Regions from separate parts of the Ovis aries genome. Here region 2 is linked to region 1. A link is a contact called in public Hi-C data. All regions are on one chromosome and are shown on one strand. The core of a region is the stretch at or near the end of the contact, and the rest is flanking DNA. Distances in the headings are between cores, read along the strand shown.

Region 1 (4,687 bases), core at 914-3,413:
ACACGTATTTTTCCTAGCTTCTGCCTATTACACTGGGGGCCCTCTTGGGCAAAGATGGGAACAGCTTCCTAACTTCTTCATTATTTAGCAAGCAAAAAGCAGGACTATTTAAAGCAGGGGTCCAGCCGAAGTGAACTGCTACTCAAGAACACTGACTTAGCCCACGGCTGGCAACAAAGTGCACTGCTCCAGAGAGCTCTTCTCATGTGGCCCAGGGTCCCGAGGACTTCCTTGATTCTGGCAGGTCATACGGTAAACACTCCTCTCAGCACACCGAGGGCAGTGCCCGCGTTCTCCACCCCCACTGCCCAACCCCTGCCTCCAACACACACACGTTCTACGTGTCAGTAATATGATGGCAAAGCTGCAACCAACCAGACAAGGAGCAGAGGTGAAGCCTGGGCTAGGAGGCCAGATACCAGTGCCATCTGCAAAAATGTCAACTATGCCACTCTTCTCACTAAAGGTTTAATTTGTTTTTAAAAATGTAGCTGTTTGCTCACTGAAATGTTATTTATGTTACTATGTAGTGGTCTGATATTGCTATTTTTAGGTGAATTAATAATTTATATTTTAAAGTTCTCAGTTTGAATTTTTAATATGGAAAATATAAACACTATTAGCTATAACCCACATAAACCAAAGCTGTTTGGGGTTCTCGATAATTTTTAAGAGTGTAAAGAGGTCCCAAGGCCAACACCTTGAGCCCTATGACATTAAACCCATCCTAATTACATGACATTCTTATAAACCAGCAAAAACATTTCTTTATAATCTTTGTTTAAGCAGTATACTGATTAGAAGAGAAGGCTTTGGAGGACAAAAGCAATTTGTCCTGTTTCACTTAAGAGAAATATAGAAGCTGGCCTTCCCGAGGCACCCTTCTGTGGCCTCCCTGTGGGCGGGGGTGGGGGCAGGACTTACGGTAAAGAACAGCTCCATGACCCTGCTGTCCAGGAGGGCCTCCCGCCAGGACTCCGTTGGCTTCAGGAGCACGTTCTGTGAGGACTCAAACATGGCTATATAATGTCTGCCCAGTTATCTGGGGTCAAGGTCAACCACAATAACATTCCGACTTTGTCGAAAATGTAAGCCTAAATATAACGGAGCCATCCAGAAAGAATGTAATGGAAACAGTTTAAGCCTCTTCACATATGCTACACAATTCCTGCCTGAAGCTAAGGAATAAAAGGCATTAAGTGCTGGGAAAAAAAGAATGCTACAGGAATGCAGATAACAGTTCCATTATAATTATATGTCACGCTGCAGGGATAGGCGATCTGAGTGGTGGCAACAGAAGGAAACCAATGCAAAACAGATGCCAAAACACAGGCAAAAAAAAAAAAAAGAAAAATCAACTTCTGCATTTTTATCCCATCACTTCCCTCCAGGATCTTACAGCAGCTAAAATCACTTATACAAAATGCAAGTCTCATACAGTCTGCTTGGAAAAACAGCATTTTCCCCAAATACATTTTCTGGGAAACAAAAAAAGAGAACAGGAAGAGCAAATACACATGGTGCAGAAGGAGAACAAGTCCCACACATCAGCGCATTCAACTTCAGACAAAGAAGTTTTTCTGTTTACACACACTCTATCTCAGACTAAAAACCAATGTTTATAGTGTTCAGGCGTTTACGGTTAGCTGCTGCACACAGAATCCTGTCCTCGCCACACAAGAGTCACCATGACACACCTGCAGGTGTCTGTGAACAGAACTCACTTGGAGACACGGACAAAGCCACTGAGGATTTGAGAAAGGAGAAGGCTGTGTGGACACAGAGACAGCGCTGCACCCCGTCTGCACAAGCTAAGCGCCCACAAACATATGTCAGTTAGGCCACGTGCTCATCACCCAGTGAGAAACTTCAACAGGTTATCCAAAACTACAGGTGGCAAAAAAGTTCAAATGCTATATTTCCATCAAAGCCCAAATCATTAAGAGAACATTACAGGCAATGCTCTGGAAATGTTTTAGATTTTTGCTTAATAAATATCTAATCTCACTCTGTGTCTTAAGAGCAAGGAGGGGCACTGAGAACTCCTTCAGAAGCCATTACTTGCTTCTGAAAAGTCACCCCAGAAATGGTCTGCCTTTACGTGACTGCTGAACGAAAGTGAAACTCAAACCAGGTTCCATTCAGCTCACTTTCCCCTTCCTCTGTCTGCCCCCTTGTGGAGTTGGGAGCAGCAGGGACTCTGTACATGGTGGGGAAGACACCACCTCCTCCACGACCTCATCCTCTCACAAGGCTCCCATTTGGGGTACAGCTCCACCAGAAGGGAACACATGACTGAGCACTAGGCCTCCCCATGAGCTGTCTACAAACGGGGCTTGATCGCCCTTTACAGAAACACACTGACGTGTCTGTGGTGGACTTATCTGATGTCTAGGACGTGCCTCACAATAATCTGGGGCTGGAAGAGCACACATGAAATAAAGCTTACAGCTGTTGAAGCTGCGTGTTCTATTTCTGTGCATCTTTGGAATTTTCCACAATAAAAGGTTGGGGCATAAAACAAGGAGGCTCGAACACATGAAATAAAGCACCTGCATGAGGCAATGAAGTTTTTGTACTTTACTAAAAATACTTCACTTACACTTTTCCAAGTTAATTTCCTTAACTTGCAATGTCCCATTTTACTAACTAAAGGCAATTTGGGGGTATATAAATGTTCAATAATGAAAAATATTAAATACTTACACTGAGTACTATGTTGAGCAAAGATGCACAAAAACATTACAACAATTTCGTTTTATTTTTTTAAGGAGTCACAATCTGACATTAAAATGGTAATAAACTGTTAGCTGTTGGATATCCAAATCTAATACACAAAATATCTGTGTATAATCACTACATACTTTCAATGAGGAAAATAACAGAACTTAATATGCTATATGCTCACTAAGATGTCAAGATTCTACTTCACAGCAGGGGAGTTGTGCGACAGACACTGAGCCTTGACAGAATGGTCAGGCCACTTGCCCTGGGTTTTATTCATGCAGCCGTCCAGGCAGCGCGAACGCACGCGGCTCTCAGGTGAGGAGTAATGGAGGCCCCTGGAAGGCCCAGCACAGAGCCGGGGTGCTAGGGGCGGACACAAAGAGGGCGTTTATGGACTCTGCTGGCCCTGGACACATGGAAAAGCTCACTTCAGCCTGCCAGTTATAAAACAGCAAGGGCTTCATCCAGGTCCTTTGGTAAGTGAGAGGCGATAACATCAAAAATAGGTATTACAAAAGGAAACAAGACCTAGACCAAGGCACTTGTCTCTTTCCTGTCTTTCAATTACAAAGAGCATATCCTCCATAAATACTTGCAGACAGCAGTTACTCATATTAAGAGGAAATAGGTAAAAGTTTGAGAGAGGGCTTTTTTCCAGATATGAAATAGAATTACATGCAATGGCTCACCTAAACATCAGGTGCAAAATAATCCTCAAATCTTTTACTTCCAGTGTTAGCTGCTCTTGATCTTGGCTGGTTTTAAACACACTGATTTCTGTGCCCAGTCTCTATGGGAAAATGTTGACAACCAGGCTGGTTTTAGAATCATCATTCCTTACATGCTGTCCACAGCACAAGAAGACCTCAGACTTTAATATCTGGCACCATCAGAAAATACGTTTCCCCAACAAGTATTTTAAAGTTCCAGGTGAGTTTTGTTTGCTAACTCCAAACATGGAAAGGCTCTTTATCTCTGGCATGACGCCTGCCTTCTGCTGAGAAAGCTCACTGGTAACATGTCTGGCCAAGAGGCACGCTGACTGTTCCCCGAGGAGTCACTCTAGACCCTGCATACTAACCCACCTTCTCTCTACTGCTCAGCTGAGCACCACCACCTAACACCAGTAAGAGTGAACATGTGCTCCAGTTTGTACAATAGGACACAATTGTATGACTCAGTTATAAATAACATCTCTACTAAAATAACATAATTATCCTCAGACACATTTTAATATGAACTTAAAACATAAAAACAACAAAATGAAACAAATTTTTAAACACATTGTTCTAACAAGAAACACATGTTCTTAGCACACTGTCCTGTGAAATGGCTGGAGTTGCTGCCTATGAAAGGAGAGGATAGGGACTCCTGTGCTGCCTGAAATATTACTATTAACAACGTGTGCTAACACCACGGTTCAACTAAAAAGCCAGTTAAAAGCGTATCACAGCATGTGACTGGTGAACACAACCAGTCACCCACAGATCTGGACTGTAAGTAACTGCAGACTCAAAATAATGTAGAGAATTAAGGTAATTCAACTTTTGATTTGGTATTACCAGTTACTTATGTCTGTATCTATGTATAAGTGACCCCGAAATACACTTCTCTCAGATAATTCTTAATGTAGAATAGTTTAAAAACAAAAGAAGACCATCACTGAAGTTCAGAAATCTAGCACTTTTCCTCTTAAGAAAATAATTTTAAATGATTTAAAATTTAAATGAAGTAGTATTTCTCCTTTTCAGGTTTTGTACCTTTCTTTGTTTTTCCTCTTCTGTGACCATCACACCCCTTCTTTCCATGATTCCAAAATCTTTACCTTTTTCAAGTTCTTGTTTAATAACTTGTGATTCTCTTCAAACCTAGTCTATGATACACAAATGGGAATTACACTTTTCTTTTCCTGACAGACAAAAGTAAGCTTTCCCAAAAAACTATTACACGAAGCAAGAGT
Region 2 (4,687 bases), core at 655-3,154, 190 kb before region 1:
TTTTAAACTACAACAGCATAGGCTTTTAGCTATTTCAGGGTATTCCTGGCACCTCACTGTCATCCTGTCATGGAGTCCCCAGGAGGGTTTCTGGCAGGATTCTCCGCTCCCCACCTCTTCCCTGAGGTCTGAGGTGCAGAGATAGCTGCTGATGCCGGGAAAGAGTTGGGAGGTCAGAACCAGGAGGACCAAGCTCACGAATGTGACATGACCTGGCCTCTGCCACTGAAAATCCTAACCCACAAAGGCCCAGGGCAGAGGCCAGCCAGGAGACAAGAGGCCAGCCAGGGAAGGGGAGGGGGGTCCCAGCCCAGGACCCTGTCAAGGGGCCTGTTGGCTCCTGCAGTGGAACACTGTGTGGACACTCTTTTTTCATTCATTCATCTCATTTTTATTATTTTTAATGTCTTTGAAGTGTGTGGGGGGCGGGGGGAGAGGCAGAATACCAAGCCTTTTATTAAAAACAGGAGCTCCAGACCTGCTTTTTCATACTGAGTTCATGGGGTTCTCAAGGCAAGAATACTGAAGTGGTTTGCCATTCCCTTCTCCAGAGGACCACATTTTGTCAGAACTCTCCATTATGACCCATCTATCTTGGGTGGCCCTACACGGCATGGCTCGTAGTTTCATCCAGTTAGACAAAGCTGTGGTCCATGTGATCAGTTTGGTCAGTAAGCTGAAGCTCTAATACTTTAGTCCTACCTGATGAGAAGAACTGGCTCACTGGAAAAGACCCTGATGCTGGGAAAGATTGAAGGCAGGAGAAGGGGACAACAGAGGATGAGATGGTTGGATGGCATCAGCAACTCAATGGACATGAGTTTGAGCAAGCTTCAGGAGATGGTGATGGACTGGGAGGCCTGGCGTGCTGCAGTCCATGGGGTCGCAGAGCTGGACACACTGAATGAACTGAACTGAGACTTCTGCTTGACAGCACAGGGCCCAGTCCCCAGTCTGCCGATGGACCCCCCAACACACCACTTACTCATGAGGGTGACCAGCCCAGCACCTTGGACACCTCGACCTGAAAACCTCCCCAGAGGCAGATAAAGGCCAGTATGCTGCAGGCAGACCATCCCTCTGTCTGTGCCACAGGAGACCTGGGGATCTGCGTGCCCAGACCCACTGCCCGAGGGAAACCTCACAGGGAGAAGCGACCAGAACTCATATTCCTGTGTCCACACCCTACTTAATCCTACGTGAGCCTTCACAGCTCTCCTGCCCAGGGAACACATGTGTCCACACGCCTGGAGCCCACAGGAAGGGGACGTCGGTGTGACTCCCCGAACCCAAGAGCAGTCACTCCTCACCCTACCAGCCAGAGACAGTCAAAGTACTCTGGCTTCTCCCCAGTTTTAAGTGTACAATTAGGATATGTGAGAGTCGGACCATAAAGAAGGCTGAGCACTGAAGAACTGATGCAGAAAGATCCAACCAGTCAATCCTAAAGGAAATCTACCCTGAATATTCACTGGAAGGACTGAGGCTGAAGCTGAAGCTCCAATACTTTGGCCACCTGATACGAAGAACTGATTCATTGGAAAAGACCCTGATGCTGGGAAAGATTGAAGGCAGGAGGAGAAGGGGGCAACATAGGATAAGATAGTTGGATGGCATCACCTACTCAATGGGCATGAGTTTGAGCAAATTCTAGGAGATGGTGAAGGACAGGGTAGCCTGGCATGCTGTAGTCCATGGGATCGAAAAGAGTCAGACCTGACTTAGCAACTGAACAACAATAACAACTTTCACAAATCAGAAAAGGGGAAACCATTCCTGTTTGGGAAGAAGAGTCAATAAGTGACGTGAAGCAATCATTTGGACTGTCCTAGTGACAGCCAAGGGACAGCATGACCTGTGAATACACAGATACGTCAGGTTCAATGACCCACAGAACCCACGGCCCCTTGGAGTCAGCTTCTGGCGACAGCACTCAGGTCACTTGGGAACTTCTCAGCCCAGGGAGGTCCGGTCACCCAATGCCCTGCACCCTCCTGGTTACATCCCTGCAGACAGGCTCCTGCCGGCTAACTTATTTCTTCTTTACTGGCCTTCATACAGCTGAAAAAAATCTCTCGGTGATGGCTTCCCTGGTGGCTCAGTGATAAAGAATCTGTCTGCCAATGAAGGAGACTTGGCTTGGATCCCTGGTGCAGGAAGATCTTACATGCTATGGGATGACTAAGCCTGTGTGCCACAACTACTGAGCCTGTGCTCTTGAGCCCGGGACCCACCACTACTGAGCCTGTGCACCTAGAGTGCCCGAAACAAGAGAAGCCTGCACACCGCAACTGGAGAGCAGCCCCCACGCACCACAACTAGGGAAAAGCCTGTGCTGCAATGGAGACCCAGCACAGCCAAAAATAAAAATTAATTAATAAAATTAAAAAAAATTTCTCCATGAATGTCTTGTGCATGTTTCTTATGGTTACACCCAGATTGCATACATTTTTCAGTGACTGTAGCAAGACTTGGATGGGAGCCATGGGAGGCCATTCTGTGATCTATTAACCTCAATTATTCCAACCAAAGCTACGTGGACAACTACAAGGCAGCTTCAAACCAGACCAATCCAGAGGAATCCAGATCAAATCCAGGTTCAAGATGTTGAAGCAAATGCACAGATCTGGGTGGCAAGTTAACCGACTCAGAGACCCAGCTGTCGGGATAGGAAGTTCAGCTACCGAGGCACCAGAGCCCAGGGCAGCCACCCAGTTTTCAGAGACCGCTTCTGCTGGTCTACTAAATCCATGTCCACGTGGAAAAGCAGATCCATTTTCAGTGACTCAAGTTCAGAATGACCATCGCCACATGAGAGAGATGGCAGTTGACACACGAGCAGAGTTCACCCAAAGATGGCAATTTCAGCCAGGGCTCCAGGCAGACGGGCAGCTGGCCCTCTGCCCCCACGTGGGGCTGTCACTCAGATGTCACCACGGCCCAGGCTGGGGTCCTGGTCCCGAGAGGCGAGCCCGGCATGTCACCACATGGAAATGAAACTGAACACAAGTCATAAGAAACAAAACACTCCCAATCCGAGTCCACATTTCAACTTTGTTTACTCGACCTGTGTTTTCCTTCTTGAAATACAACCACCCTCTCAAATTCTTGAGCCCTAACAGGCCAAGCATTGAGCATTTGCTGGAGAACAAAAGCCAAGCAGCGAAGTATCTGCTAATAGGCTTTTCCAAGGTCAAGTTCCCTGTTACGAGTTTGAATACTTGAGGTTTTAAGAGACTCGTTTTCCCATTCTGTTAGAAAAAGATGAGGTGGACAGCAATGGGACTCAGCCACACATATACATATATCCATTCTCCCCAAACACCAGTCAATTCAATCTAGTCAGGAAGATACACTGTTTATACTGCTGCTGCTGCTTCTTTTTTAAAATATTTATTTGGCTGTGCTGGGTCTTAGTTGTGGCATGAGAGATCTTTTAGTTCCCTAATTAACAAAAAAAAAGGGGATGTAGGTGGACTTACACAAGTCATAAGACCTAAAAGTGAGTGTACCTCTCCCCAATCAGGACGGTGAGGAGACACGACTCACAGTTGATCCTCCTGGCGGCTTCGCCAGCAAAAACTTGAGCAGAGGTGTCACGAGATACCCTGAAATCCTGCTTCCTGCCAGAGAAGCACAACCAGTTCTGCACATTAAAGTGCAGTCAGCTTACTAGTGGTGAGGGGAGAGGGGTGGGACTAGAAAGAAAGCCACTCATGAGCAAAGACACACAATTCAGGACATTTGCTTTTCCTAAATAAGGCTGCTAACTGATTTTTGGAAGGGGTGTTGCTTGTTTGTTCCTTGGTTAAAAAATCTTAGGCTGATCTCCAAAAGCTCAGTTTAGCTGGCCACCAATAATACTTAAAATATTAGCTCTTAATTAAGCAAAGTAGTAGGAAAATATTATAGGAAAGCCTTTAATCTAGCCTAAGAAAAAGAAAACCTTATTTACAGTTTCCCTATGTTCTCCTTGATGCCTGAAAGGACTTTAAAAAGTGGCCAAACTCTTTCATGATACACTTAAACAATAAAGTCTATCAGTATTAAGACCCCAAGAGATAGGGCAAAGAACTTTTCAATTAGGGATCTTAGTTTTCTCTTGGTTACAGGTGCAGTGGAACTGGATCTACAACATAAGAGATGAAACTATAATGGAACTGAAAAGTACATCAGTCAGCAAACCAGAGTCCACTATTGCCCTGTGGCCTGAGAGATAAGCGTGATTTTTACATTTTTAAATGCTTGGGAGTACTTTGTGATGTGTGAAAATTATATGAACTGCACAGCTAGGAAGAAAAGCCATGACAAACCTAGACAGTTTATTAAAAAGCAGAGACGTTACTTTGCCAACAAATGTCCATATATCAAAGCTATGGTTTCCCCAATAGTCATGTACAGATGTGAGAGTTGGACCATAAAGGCTAAGCATCAAAGAACTGATGCTTTTGGACTGTGGTGTTCAAGAAGACTCTTGAGAGTCCCTTGTACAGCAAGGAGATCAAACCAGTCAATCCTAAAGGAAATCAGTCCTGAATATTCACTGGAAGGACTGATGCTGAAGCTGAAGCTCCAATACTTTGGCCACCTGAAGCTGAAGCTCCAATACTTTGTGAAGAACTGACTCACTGGAAAAGACCCTGATGCTGGGAAAGATTGTAGGCAGGAGGAGAAGGGGGCAACAGAG

The links. Hi-C and Micro-C count contacts between places; a contact is called where the count stands out from the background.
Region 2: a contact with region 1 is called in a Hi-C map of liver, with 4 times the contacts expected there. The contact joins two enhancer-like sites. A contact is called at or near these places in 4 of 16 Hi-C or Micro-C datasets (liver, muscle, omental adipose tissue and 1 more).

The regions. Positions count from the first base shown.
Region 1 is chr10:35,986,662-35,991,348 of ARS-UI_Ramb_v3.0, reverse strand. XPO4 (exportin 4) reads right to left here. Exons shown (of 23, transcript XM_060394483.1): 7 at 925-1,038. Among named protein-coding and RNA genes, the nearest start is that of XPO4, 47 kb to the right of the region's middle. Within about 2 kb of position 2,163, at least 20 of the 54 cell types and tissues checked have an H3K27ac peak or open chromatin away from gene starts, as enhancers often do. A contact at or near this core is called in liver, where this site is marked.
Region 2 is chr10:36,175,713-36,180,399 of ARS-UI_Ramb_v3.0, reverse strand. All of the region lies in intron 2 of CRYL1 (crystallin lambda 1), which reads right to left. Among named protein-coding and RNA genes, the nearest start is that of CRYL1, 10 kb to the right of the region's middle. Within about 2 kb of position 1,904, at least 3 of the 54 cell types and tissues checked have an H3K27ac peak or open chromatin away from gene starts, as enhancers often do. A contact at or near this core is called in liver, where this site is marked.